Regions from separate parts of the Zea mays genome. Here regions 1 and 3 are each linked to region 2. The links are chromatin contacts, called in public Hi-C maps. All regions are on one chromosome and are shown on one strand. The core of a region is the stretch at or near the end of the contact, and the rest is flanking DNA. Distances in the headings are between cores, read along the strand shown.

Region 1 (3,963 bases), core at 145-2,644, 400 kb before region 2:
AGGCCCATTTTCCACTAAGCTGCACCTTACTAGCTAACCTTGCCTTGCCAACCCAGGCAAGCCAAAATCACAACCCCACGATGTCAAGAAAAAAGTTCCATCAGCACAGAACCTGAGGACAGCTTGCCTGGAACCAAATGTGTGCTTCTGCAGGATTCCTAGAAGGCGAAAGTGAGGCCAGAACTCAACCAATAACCAAACATGCCCCTAGGTGTTTGATTATGGCTGTTACATTACATTATTATTATGTCTATGTAATCTAACAATCAGTTAAGAAAATCCCTGAAGGCCAGCTGTATAGATCAATGAAGTCCATCAGATTAGAAAGGCATAATTTTTCCCAGCATACAACACACCCAGGTTCGTAATTACCTAAAATGCAGAAAACAAAACTGGAAGTGAACTTTAAGCAAGTCTGTCTTCAATCCCAGAGTCTAAATAGTATACCATCACAAGGCTCTAAAATATGTAAAAAACTATTTGCTAGCCATATCCCCACCTCCCCCCTTGTTATCTCAAAACAAATGAATCTAGGGAGAATCATCCTTGCCGATACCCAAAATTATAATAAATCCCAGGGACGTTGCACCAAGCAACACATCGACTTATGCTAGAATGAACCATTCAACAATCAACATTACCAAAGTACCAATTGAGGAAGCACTTTCAACATGCAGTTTACAAATGCCATTAGAATTATCGTATCATATGAAACCCAGGTCTAGTCCAATCTGATCAGACCCCCAGGCCCCAGTTCAACAATGCCCACACGCCGACGAATCCCCCACCCTTAATCAACAAGATAGAAAGGAAGCCCCACGAGGAGATCGCAACTATACCATCCAAGGGGTTGTTGAAGTTGACGTAGGCGTATCCGAGCGAGCGGCGCGAGGTGACGTCCCTGCAGACGCGCACCGACACCACCTGCCCCGCCTGGCTGAAGAGCTCGTACAGCTGCGAGTCCGAGACGGACCCCTCCAGGTCGCCGACGTAGAGCGACGTGGTCGGGAGCGGCTGCGCCACGCCGAGTCCGACGCCGACCGCTCCCGGCGACACCACCGCGGGGACAGCGCCCGGGCTCCCATTCGGCACCACCACCGCCGCCACTTGCGCTGCCATCGTCTCCTCCCCTCGACCAGAATTTTTTTTCAGAGTTTCTTTTTCGAAACTAAACCCTAGCAATCGGATCGGTAAATCGCTCGATACTGATAGATCTCGCGGATTTGGGGATTTCTAATTTTTTTGGTAGTTTTTCGTTGTGGGATACAGATGCCGCAGGCGGAGAGCACGCGGAGGGGACGACTCTCTCAACGAGAGGGCGAGGCGAGCGGGTGGAGAGTGGTTAATAGGAGGAGAGAGAGGAAACGGAGCGGCGCCCGCGCCCGCGCTCGCGCCTAGGGTTTTGCTCGCGCCACGGCGGCAGTCACAGTGGGCTGGGCGTTCGTGCGCCAGCTGGCGCCAGCACTGGCTCTGGTCTGGTTGGTCCGTTGGTGCCTTTGGTGGTGGTGGCATGGCATGTTGCCGTTCTCCAGGACCGGGGTCCGCCCGCTGCACCGGCTACGGCGCCACGGCGGACGTGTACATTTGGGCCGGATATGGTATGCTGGCCCCGATGACGGAAAAAAAGCACGATCGCTGGCCTGAAATAATGTATTGGATCGGGCTTGAGCTCGGGTTGCAGCTTACACGCACGAACCGTTTAGCGATGCACGAAATAGCCTATTTATAGACACGAAAATAATCATATTCATTTGGTCATCGGTTTCTAATCATAAAAATCATTAACTCTAATTTAGCTAGTCGCATATTTAATAATGGAGATGAGGTGTGAACCACCCATTGGTTTCATGTTCTTTATTTTTTATTATAAAGCTTGAAATGTTAATATCTAATAAATTATATGTGTTTTGAATTTCAGGCTTTGTTGTGAATTTTGACTCTATGCGAATTTCGGGTCAGAATTTAAATTTCGCTTTTCACAATTTCAGGTCGTCCGAAATAAGACCGGCACATTTAACCAGTAACGTGCTGGGCCACAAACCGAGGGCTAAGCCCATGGGTCAACCCGGCATGGCCCGTAATAACTGTGGGTCGGACCGGCCCAAAATTCAACCGTGTTGGGCTTTTTAGGTTTGGGTCGGATGAGTCAGATGTACACCTGTGTATGTCGTGCTGTGCTAGACTTTTTCGCGTTGGGGGGCCTCAAGACGGTTGGATTCGAGTTGGCACGATTTTGCTTGGGGAACAAGCCGAGCATATTGGACTCTACAGTGGTCTTGCATTATACATTTATACTGAATCTTGACAAATCTGATTTGGGTCGGGCTGACCGGACCGGACTGCACCCAACTCTGTGTTCCGTATGGTAAACTTTATGTATCACCTATGTCAGATATGATAATTAGGGGTACCCGGATTATACCCTTAAAGCATGCTTAGGAAGATTCTCTGTCCCACCATGTCCTCCGAAAGCAAGGAACCATGTCTCTGCCTCATCTGAGGTTCTCACGCCATAGGTCCTCTATCTCCGCCTCGCCCAAGGCTACCTCGTCCTATGACCGCCAAATCTGCCTCGCCTCGAGCCCTTCTCAGGCGACAAAGACAAAGCGTTTTCGAAAACAAATGAGGGACACCCACATTCAATGCGCATACCTACTCTACACAGTGCTACAGGTGTACAACGGTGACGAGACCACAGTCTTGTCCAAACCCAGCAGCATGATCACGCATGAGCCCATGGTGGCCGATGGGTGAAACAGCCCATGGTGGGCTGCTGCCTACTGGGCCATGAGCCCATGAGCCCATGAGTCGTGAATTTGGAATTTGGGCTGGGCTAGTTAATATTTTTGGTAAATTCCAAATTATGAATTTGGTAAATTCCGACCCAAAACAGTAATCAAAGTAGCGGTCGGTAAATGATTGTACAGATTCCGATCTAAAATTCCGATGATCGATTCTGAGAAATACCGATACCGACGATTCTGATCAGAAAAAATCGAAAACGGTTTCCGGAATTACGAAAAATTCTGAAAGCGTTTTCATCCCTACACGTCATATAGGGGACGTATGGCTCGTCATCCACCCAGGGATTAAACCCGCTTGGAAACTATGAAAATCGGTCTGGTTTCCTGTTTCCGGATCCGGCCGGTAACGGGTTTACAACTTTTTAAAAACTCATACAAAATTCAAAAAATGAAAAGTATAAGAAATAAAATATATATTATAAACATTTACATGCTTTCCTTGTATACCTCGTATTTACTTTTCGTTTTTTTAAAAGTAATCAACATTTTTTGGTTTAAAACAACAAAACCGGGAAAAATAGTGGTTTCTCGTCGAGAAATCCTGTAAACTGTTTTGTTTGAATTTGATAATACCGTTGACAAAATTGAAAACCGACAAAAACCATTTTCTCGGTCGAGAAACGCGGTTTCTCATTGAAAATAAAAAATTTGTTTCTTGAATTTGAACCTGTAATGTAAACCGGTCGGTTTCTTCTAAAACCGGTGCTTTTCAAGCGGTTTAGTGTTATCTTGAAGACCGATTTATAGTCTAAAAACAGTTTGGTTAACCCTGCTTCCACCTTCTGAAACTCATTTCATGCCTGATTAATATTTTATTGGACTAAGATGTATTATGGACTTCACAATTTATTTGATTTAAATTATGGCCAAGCCTAACTAAATCCGATACAAACAACCATCTCATTATTATTGGCATAAGAACCACACAATAGATTATATATCATGTCGTAATACAGACAGGTTTGCTAATGTAGTAGAAACATTAAAGAAAAGAGTAGGTATGGGCAAAATAAATTGAAACTGAATTAACCGAAACAAAAAAAACGAGTTAACGAATTATCTGAAACCAAATTAACTGTTAGTAATTTCGGTTTCATATTTTAGAAAACCGAAATAAACAAGGTAATTCCGGTTCTAGATCTCGTAAAATTAACGAAAA
Region 2 (3,940 bases), core at 1,071-3,570:
ACCTTTTCAATAGTTCCAGGTGATGCAGACTAACCTGTGGAGTGCAGACCAACAAAGGAAAACAATATATGAACTCATGATCCCAGAAGAGAGAAGACCCTCGTTAACCTTCTCAGCAAACAAAAATGAACTAAAATCACAAACCTTGTACATTTCAGGCAGGGCAAAGACCCAAAAGTTTTACAGAATTTTACTTGTTAGTTACCGTAAGGGCTCAGATATGCTAATAGAAACAAGGCTACTATCAGGATTGCAACTAGATATTCACATCCAAAACTTGACACTGGTTTTCAACACAATGTAAGCTACATCTAAGACCGGAGCTGCTTGCATCTTCGTACCTTGGAGTGCAATGATACTGCCATCATTATAGTCACCAAGATTGCCGTCCATGTAATAGTGAAGATGTTGAACGCACAAGAGGAGTTGGGGACATACAGAACATACAGCACGCCAATTCCAACAAACGAAGCAATGTAGGAGATGGTTGACAAGAATAACCCAAACAACCCACTGAGAATCACATAAGGGTGACACGCCATGGTCAGTTCTAGCTTCAGGACCTGAAGACTGAAGTAACTGCGATGCCACAAGTTCCAACACAACTAGCTCAATCCTTACCATTGATTTGATCCAGGATCTGGCATCCATCGTTTATTGCACCATGATATGAAGTGGAGCATGCTTATGAGCTGGAGGAGGAGAAATATCCTGGAGGGATAATGAAACAGAAGTAACATGTTTACTATAAAAATAAGACCACCATCTAAAATAAACGTAAAATGTTGTTCATTAGGGCTTGAAACATCCCAAATTTGAGCAATGTAAGGACTTTCATTTAACTTACCCGGCACCCAGTCGAGCAACTTCACCTGCAGACACAACAAAATGGTTTTCTTTGAGCGTGCTAAAATTTAAGTATGGATGCATTGGTGGAAAAGTATACCAGGACCAGTACAACAAATTGAAACTTTCATCTTTGTTTATCATATTTTGAACTTTCCAAAGCAAGGAACTGTGAATTGATTGGCCTTGGCATTTCTAAGCATTAATTTCTCATATAAACTAGTTGCTATGAAGTAAAGCAAAATTCCCACTCTATAACTGCTGCACATTCACTTATGCCCAAGATATCTTACATCTACAGCAACGACGTTTGCCACACAGCCACAGTACTGCACAGAACTTACCATAAAATTGGATGAAGATGTTAGGGATGATAAATGGGATGCCGATCGACATGGCATACACAAGAGACTTCAGAATCCAACATCCAGAATGCCACGAATTACGAGCTTCATGGAGCTTGCGAGTTCCAAATGTTGTGGCAAACATCACCCAGAAAAATATCTTAACATTCTGTAAGGAAGTGAACCCAAGGAAACACAGCACGGTCCACAATGTCAAATGTTTAGTAGCTCTGGATTCTGGAACTAGTGCATCTACTATCCTGAATCCTTGACCATGCCCTTTTAGCGTTTTAGACAGGTTGTTCCAACAGATTTTAGGATTTTAGTTCAAATTTGTACAACATACTAGCAACTGGATCCAGAAAACCCCATTCCAAACGGGCCCATAGTTTGGTTAAGGACTCCGAAACACGGTTGTAATTGAAAACATTCTAGGCTTCTAGCTGCATGCCTCGTATATACAGTGAACGGGCCCATCAGTTACATGAGCTGAAACGAACACACACCGTGCTTGTTAGATGAAGGATACGAAGCAGCCCAAGCTTACTCGAAGCACTCCTCCGGACTGGAAGCACTTGGAGTCCCCTGCTCCGCAGACCGGCACATCTGCAGGCGTAATCGTAATCGGTGAGCACAGAATGCGTCCTTCCTCAGGCCACAAATGCGAGAGCTGAATTCTGAAGGGAAGAGGAACTCACGATGCAAGCCGCGGAGCGCCCTTGCCCCGTAGTCCCTGACGAACCAGGCCAGCAGGTTGGTGGCGAAGAAGACGAACCCGTACGCGTACCGCGCCCGCAGCGACTGCCGCCGCCTCGCGCCGTACGCGCCGCCGTCTCCGCACGGCTCCGCTCCAGCTGCCTTGATCACAGTCATATCCCCGCCTGCTCAGTCCCGCCGTCGTTGCTTCGTAGTTCCCGGGGTAAAGCGCGGCCTCGCCTCTCCCCGTCGGTTCAGCGCTGGGTTCCTGCGCGGAGCAGCAGCCAGCAGGGAGGGTTAGGGTCGCCGCGGCAATGCCCTGCAAAATTCGGACGCGGAACAACGGAAGTGAAGGGAAACGGGAATTCACGGCGGCGAGCTGCTCCGGGTCCGGTGTACGGTGGTGCGGAGGAGCGCCTGCCTCGTTCGCTTTTGCGCCTTTTAAAGCCGGGCGCAGCGGGCAGGCTGTGTTGCATTGCAGGCTGCAGCCGTGGATTTTTATGTCTTTTTAAAAACTATTTCTTTATCTTAGCTGCGATAGAGAAATAGGGCCGGTTTCACTTTTGACTTTGGCTTTTGCCCCCCTAAAAACCAAAACCTAACCCCCTAAAAACCAAAAGCTAACCAAAGTGCTGGATTCAGGAAGCATCTTTTTTTAAAAGCCGACTTTCTCGTAGTTTAAATCTAAAAGCAACTCTGGACCTGCTTTTAGTGGCTTTTTAGATGGAACTATGAAAACATATATCGATGAATTTTTAACGACTTTTAGTGGTTTCCACTAACCGGTTTTTAGCTTTTTAATAGCTTACAGCCTACAACAGCTTTTTTCACAGCTCACAACCTATAACAACTTTTTTCACAGCCACAGCCCAACCAAACTGAACCTAAAACTATTTTCAAAACTACCGATCATACTAAAATTTCTCTATCGCAGCTAAACAACGTCAACACCGGCGGTCCCTAAACTGGTCCTATTTATTTACCCTCTAAATTATATAATTTAGTTTAAATAATTTAATAGATAAACAAACAACATAGATTGTTGAGTGGATTATGTAATATAAATATCTAGATTATAATATCTATATGCAGGTCAATAAATGATTATATAATCTGTAAGGTAGATTATATAATACTAGGGAGAAACAAACAAGACCTTATTCTTAACTTATTCAAGGGTGTCAAGTTGATCTCTAAATTCTTAGAATAGTTGGGTCTTATTCTTAACTTATTCAAGGGTGTCAAGTTGATCTCTAAATTCTCAGAATAACTAATTAGATCTCTAAACATCGGTTCATGATGTCATTTTAGCCAAAATTGTTGTGAACATGACTTGGTTAGCTGACATGGTCTTACCATCGTGTTGTCCACGTGCAACGGCATCTTCGGAGCAAGGCTCGTCGAGGACGAGGAGGTGGCCATGCGGCAAGGCCGTGCCGCGTGGACGACACGGTGACAAGGCCACATTAGCCAATTAGATCATGTTTATAGTTGATTGGACTAAAATGATACCTGAACAATGTTTAGAAATATAATTGGCTACTCTGAGAGTTTAGGGACCAATTTAACAAACCTAAACAAGTGTAAAGACCGACAACATATTTTACTCAAAGGGGAATTATATTGTTTGTTTCTCTCCTCTTTCCCAGTGTTTTATCACCCTCAACAAGCACCACTACCCATCGATATATGGAGCTAGTCCTAAAGCTTTCTATTAGTTTATTAGTTATAATATTTAGTTTTAATTATGATTTTCCTTTTTAAAAAAATACACGTCCAGGCGACCGTTGGGGGTCACGGGCTCGGGCCGCTCTTATTTAAAGCCGAACCGGGGTGTCCGGGACGGGACTGGGGGACTGCGGTGCGCTCGTTTTTCTCCAAGAAATCACGTTTTGACGCCACGGACGCTTGTCCTACCGTGCAATTAAGGGAAACACACGATCGAGCAGGCAGGTTCGTTTGCCCGGACGAAATCACGAACACGAAGCGCACCGACCTGGTACCTGGTGATTGTGCCTTTGGCTCGTCCAGTCCGTTAGATAGGGCAAGTTTCT
Region 3 (4,107 bases), core at 1,052-3,551, 290 kb before region 2:
TCTTTGAGTCACTAGTTGTGTCCTTGATCACATACTCGACCATCAAGAAACTACCAAAGAACAACCATACACTATGGAGAGCAGGTCCCCTCTACACTCCATAATGCGTAGGTACTGCACCTCCTCGATCCGATGACACCAGTGTTAGTTGGAAGCTTGGGGATAAGGTGGTCGACACGTAAATGATGTTGGCCACCATGTTGAAGGGTACATGGACTATGGTCGAATTCTTTAGACACATGAAGGCTCTAGCAGATGACATTGTCTCCGTCGGAATACACTCGATGATGAAGAACCTGCTTTGTACATGTTCATCGACTTTGACATCGAGCTAAGCTCAACCTAGTGTTTTTCGCTATGGACACACAAGTGGAGCATGTACCTTTGAGTGAGCTACCGAGCTTTTCATGCAACTGATTAGTTTTGAACAACACCTAACTCTACAATAGGGCGATGGCTCCACAACGAATCTTGCGGTGCAAGATGGGAGTGACACCAGTCATGGCCGCAATCAGGATCGTTGATGTCGTGGCCATGGAGCACGCTAAGGATGGCGCTTGGGACCCAACAATGGGCTTTTGTTTGGTTCAAATGGAGACTAGCCCACTTGCCAGTTATGTGGTAAAGGACGCCATACCATTGTTCACTACTATAAGTAATTTGACACCACATTCATTGGCATCCCTGGAAACAAGTTTGTGTTGGCTACACTGACCTCCTACAATGTCAACACCAATAGGTACTTCAACACTAGGGCCACAGATCACATCAACGGTAAATTAGAAAAAAAAATCCTTATGAAGGACAAGTATCACAATTGTCAAGGAATATTCGGTAGTGAATTTATGGGGTGGATCCCAAGATTGAGAACTAAAGGTAAATGCGAGTCTCGAAGATTTATACACTATTCGAGCTTTCAATGTGAGATTACACCCTACGTCTTGTGTGATATAGTGTTTATTGCCTATGCAATGTGATCAGATGATCAACCCCTCTAGGGGCGCTACCACGTTCGTTTGCAAGAAGGAATGGTTAGTTATGAAAGCTTATTTGGCTGTTCGCCAGATAAAGATAGAGATCGGTCTAACCGGCCCCTCGCACAAACCAAGATATTTATCTCTATTCCTATGTATGGATTACCCTTATCATCTGGGATGATATGCCATACTTTCAAAGATATCGTTCTTATTTCCTAATTTGATAAGATCACAATATGTTACCTTCACTTATCTATACCATGCAAGCGAATCTCATTCTGATATGCGGACCAAGCCCTTGGGTACTGAGTCCAATCCGGATCCTCGGTTCGAGTCTAACCGCGGATGTTAAGATTCAAAGCTTGGCATTGAGCTTGACATCATGTGTTTTGGTGCCGAGCTTTGTTCATGTTAGTGCCACATCCACCATCACGCATTGTTGGCTAAACTCGCATCATATGTTAGACTATCCATAGCAGATCATGTAAAATAGACGATTTACATCGTAGATTATACAATTTACAGAGTAAAGTTTAAAATAGGGGTGTGACAGCTTTAAGACGCCACAACGAATGACCAGACCACAAGGGCCTACAGCCCTACAACACCAATCTTAGGATCGAAAGGCGAAAGTAAGTGTATAAGAGGTGTAAATGTAAATATATATTTTTTAAAAAAAACTAACAATCAAGTGAGATTGAGGGCAGCGAACCGGTAAAAACAAGTCAATGTTGGTCACCGCTCACCAGGTTCACTTTGGTGGATTTGATAGCTTAGCTCAGTACTATCAATTATCAAATGGAAGCTCCATTCCTACGGTAAAATTGTGGAATAATAGTCTGTTTTCTGAATCAAATGCATCCAGTTGTTCTTAAAAAACCAGTAGCTCAGAGCCTCCAGACTAGTCAACCTCTACAATTGGATCCGGATACTGCATAATTGCACATGTATAGTCCAACAGGCAACAGGACAAGCTCTTCATCTGAAACTGAAAAACAACCCCCGCCGAATGACAGTGAATACCGAACTGAATTACAGTACAATTCTTCCTTTCATAGAATGACAGTTCAGAGCAGCGCAGTTACTGGAGCAACGTACCACAGCACCGGTACTCCACATGCGAATTGCCATCGCAGGAAAGGAAAGTTCGCTCTTGGGGTCTTGACTCTTGCTGCGCCAACTACCGAGCCTTCTGCCTTCCTAACCGGCCAGAGCCAAGTGATTAAAATGCAAGCGTGCAACAGGTCCCCGCCCTGCGGCCCCTGCCCTTGTGCGGGCGTTTATATACCGCACGTCCTGACGGCCATGCCACTCGCTCGCCCACTCGATCGCGCCGTCGTGGTCGCGCTCCCTCCCGCACAACACGGTTCGCGGGGAGATTTGGCAGGAGACGCCGTGCGGGACCGGCTGGTTCTCTCGGCTTGCGTGAAAAAGCGCAGGGGGAGCTAGGCACGTGGTTTCCCTCGTCTTCTGCCGCAGACGCTTCCCGTGATCAGAATCCAAGAAATGGCGGGTCCAGGTCCAGCGCGCACCGCGCGGAGCGTTGCTCTCCTGTGTTTCCTGGTTTCCTGCGCTGCGCTCGTGGACAGCCGTGGCGGAGCCAGCCGGCCGAGCCGGCAGGACCTCGATGTCGGCCTCGGCGGCGGGGGCGTCGGCATCGGCATCGGCATCGGCGGCGGCAGCCCTTCGTCGCCTTCTCCGACGCCGCCGTCGTCGCAGCCGCAGCCGTGCGACTTCGAGAACGAGCGGCTGTACAGGGCGTACCTCGTGATCCAGCAGTTCCGGAGCACGGTGACGTGCGACCCGATGGGCGTCACGCAGAGCTGGAGCGGCACCGACGTGTGCAGCTACAAGGGCTTCTTCTGCGAGCGGCCGCCCAACGTGACGGACCGGGCCATCGCGTCCGTCGACTTCAACGGCTACATGCTGCAGGCGGGGTCCCTGCGGGGCTTCGTCGACAGCCTGCCGGACCTGGCGCTGTTCCACGCCAACTCCAACGACTTCGGCGGCGCCGTGCCCGCGCTGGGCGGCCTGCAGTACTTCTACGAGCTGGACCTGAGCAACAACAAGCTCGCGCCCGCCGCGTTCCCGGCGGACGTGCTGGGCCTCACCAACGCCACCTTCGTCGACATCCGCTTCAACAGCTTCTACGGCGAGCTCCCCGCCGGCGTCTTCTGCAAGCTCCCGCGGGTGCAGGCCATCTTCGTCAACAACAACCGCTTCTCCGGCGCCCTCCCCGACAACATCGGGCAGTCGCCGGTGAACTACCTCTCTCTGGCCAACAACAGGTTCACGGGGGAGATACCCAGGTCCATCGCCCGCAACGCCGGCACGCTCCTCGAGGTGCTCTTCCTCAACAACAGCCTCAGCGGCTGCCTCCCCCACGAGCTCGGCCTCCTGGAGAAGGCCACGGTCATCGACGCCGGCGCTAACCGCCTCACGGGCACCATCCCGGCGTCGTTCGCGTGCCTGCGCAAGGTGGAGCAGCTCAACCTGGCGGGCAACCTCTTGTACGGCGAGGTGCCCGACGCGCTCTGCCGGCTCGCGTTCAGCAACCTCAAGAACCTCACGCTCTCCGACAACTACTTCACGTCGCTCGGGTCCTGCTGCTGGGACCTGATCAAGGAAGGGAGGCTCAACGTCGACCGCAACTGCATCCAGTGGGCGCCCAACCAGCGCTCGCACGAGGACTGCGCCAAGTTCCTCCGCCAGCCCAAGTCATGCCCGGTCAACAACTACGTTCCGTGCCGCAGCAAATACCAAAGCTCCAGCGAGCCGGCCGACGACGCGGCGGCGGAGTACAGGTACCGGACCTACTCGGCGCTGCATCCTTGAGGTGGAGTGGAGTGGAGGGCACTTCACTGATTGATAAAGCGCATTGTCCGTTTCGTGTGAGCGTGAAACGACTGGTCACTCGCCTGGGCCTGGCCCTGGCCCGTTTGTGCTCGGTGGGTTGTGTTGATGTGTTGTGTCACTGTGTAGAAATGTTGAATGTTCCCCTTCGCTCGATCCGGCCCAGCTAGGTAATTCATATGCATCATGTGCGTGTGTCCGCGTCGCTAGATTTCTTGGTCACATACAGGCCGCATTGCAAGCTGCCTTTTTCTTCCGTGTGCTTGTACAAAACCGT

Evidence for each region. A called contact is a pair of places that touch in the nucleus more often than the background predicts.
Region 1: a Hi-C map of ear shows a contact between it and region 2, with 2.0 times the contacts expected there. The contact joins the promoter of LOC100285420 here to the promoter of LOC100273927 in region 2. A contact is called at or near these places in 2 of 25 Hi-C or Micro-C datasets (ear and tassel).
Region 3: a contact with region 2 is called in a Hi-C map of ear, with 4 times the contacts expected there. The contact joins the promoter of LOC100273542 here to the promoter of LOC100273927 in region 2. A contact is called at or near these places in 6 of 25 Hi-C or Micro-C datasets (bundle sheath, ear, endosperm and 2 more).

The regions. Positions count from the first base shown.
Region 1 is chr2:32,494,185-32,498,147 of Zm-B73-REFERENCE-NAM-5.0, reverse strand. LOC100285420 reads right to left here and starts at 1,394. Exons shown (of 9, transcript NM_001158313.3): 1 at 840-1,394. The coding sequence starts at 1,119.
Region 2 is chr2:32,098,616-32,102,555 of Zm-B73-REFERENCE-NAM-5.0, reverse strand. LOC100273927 (Serinc-domain containing serine and sphingolipid biosynthesis protein) reads right to left here and starts at 2,320. Exons shown (of 13, transcript NM_001360496.1): 1 at 2,257-2,320; 2 at 1,889-2,154; 3 at 1,720-1,796; 4 at 1,191-1,350; 5 at 848-872; 6 at 622-711; 7 at 342-513; 8 at 35-108. The coding sequence starts at 2,063.
Region 3 is chr2:32,384,457-32,388,563 of Zm-B73-REFERENCE-NAM-5.0, reverse strand. It overlaps LOC100273542 (Protein binding protein), which reads left to right and starts at 2,301. Exons shown (of 1, transcript NM_001147960.2): 1 at 2,301-4,023. The coding sequence starts at 2,484. The coding sequence ends at 3,812.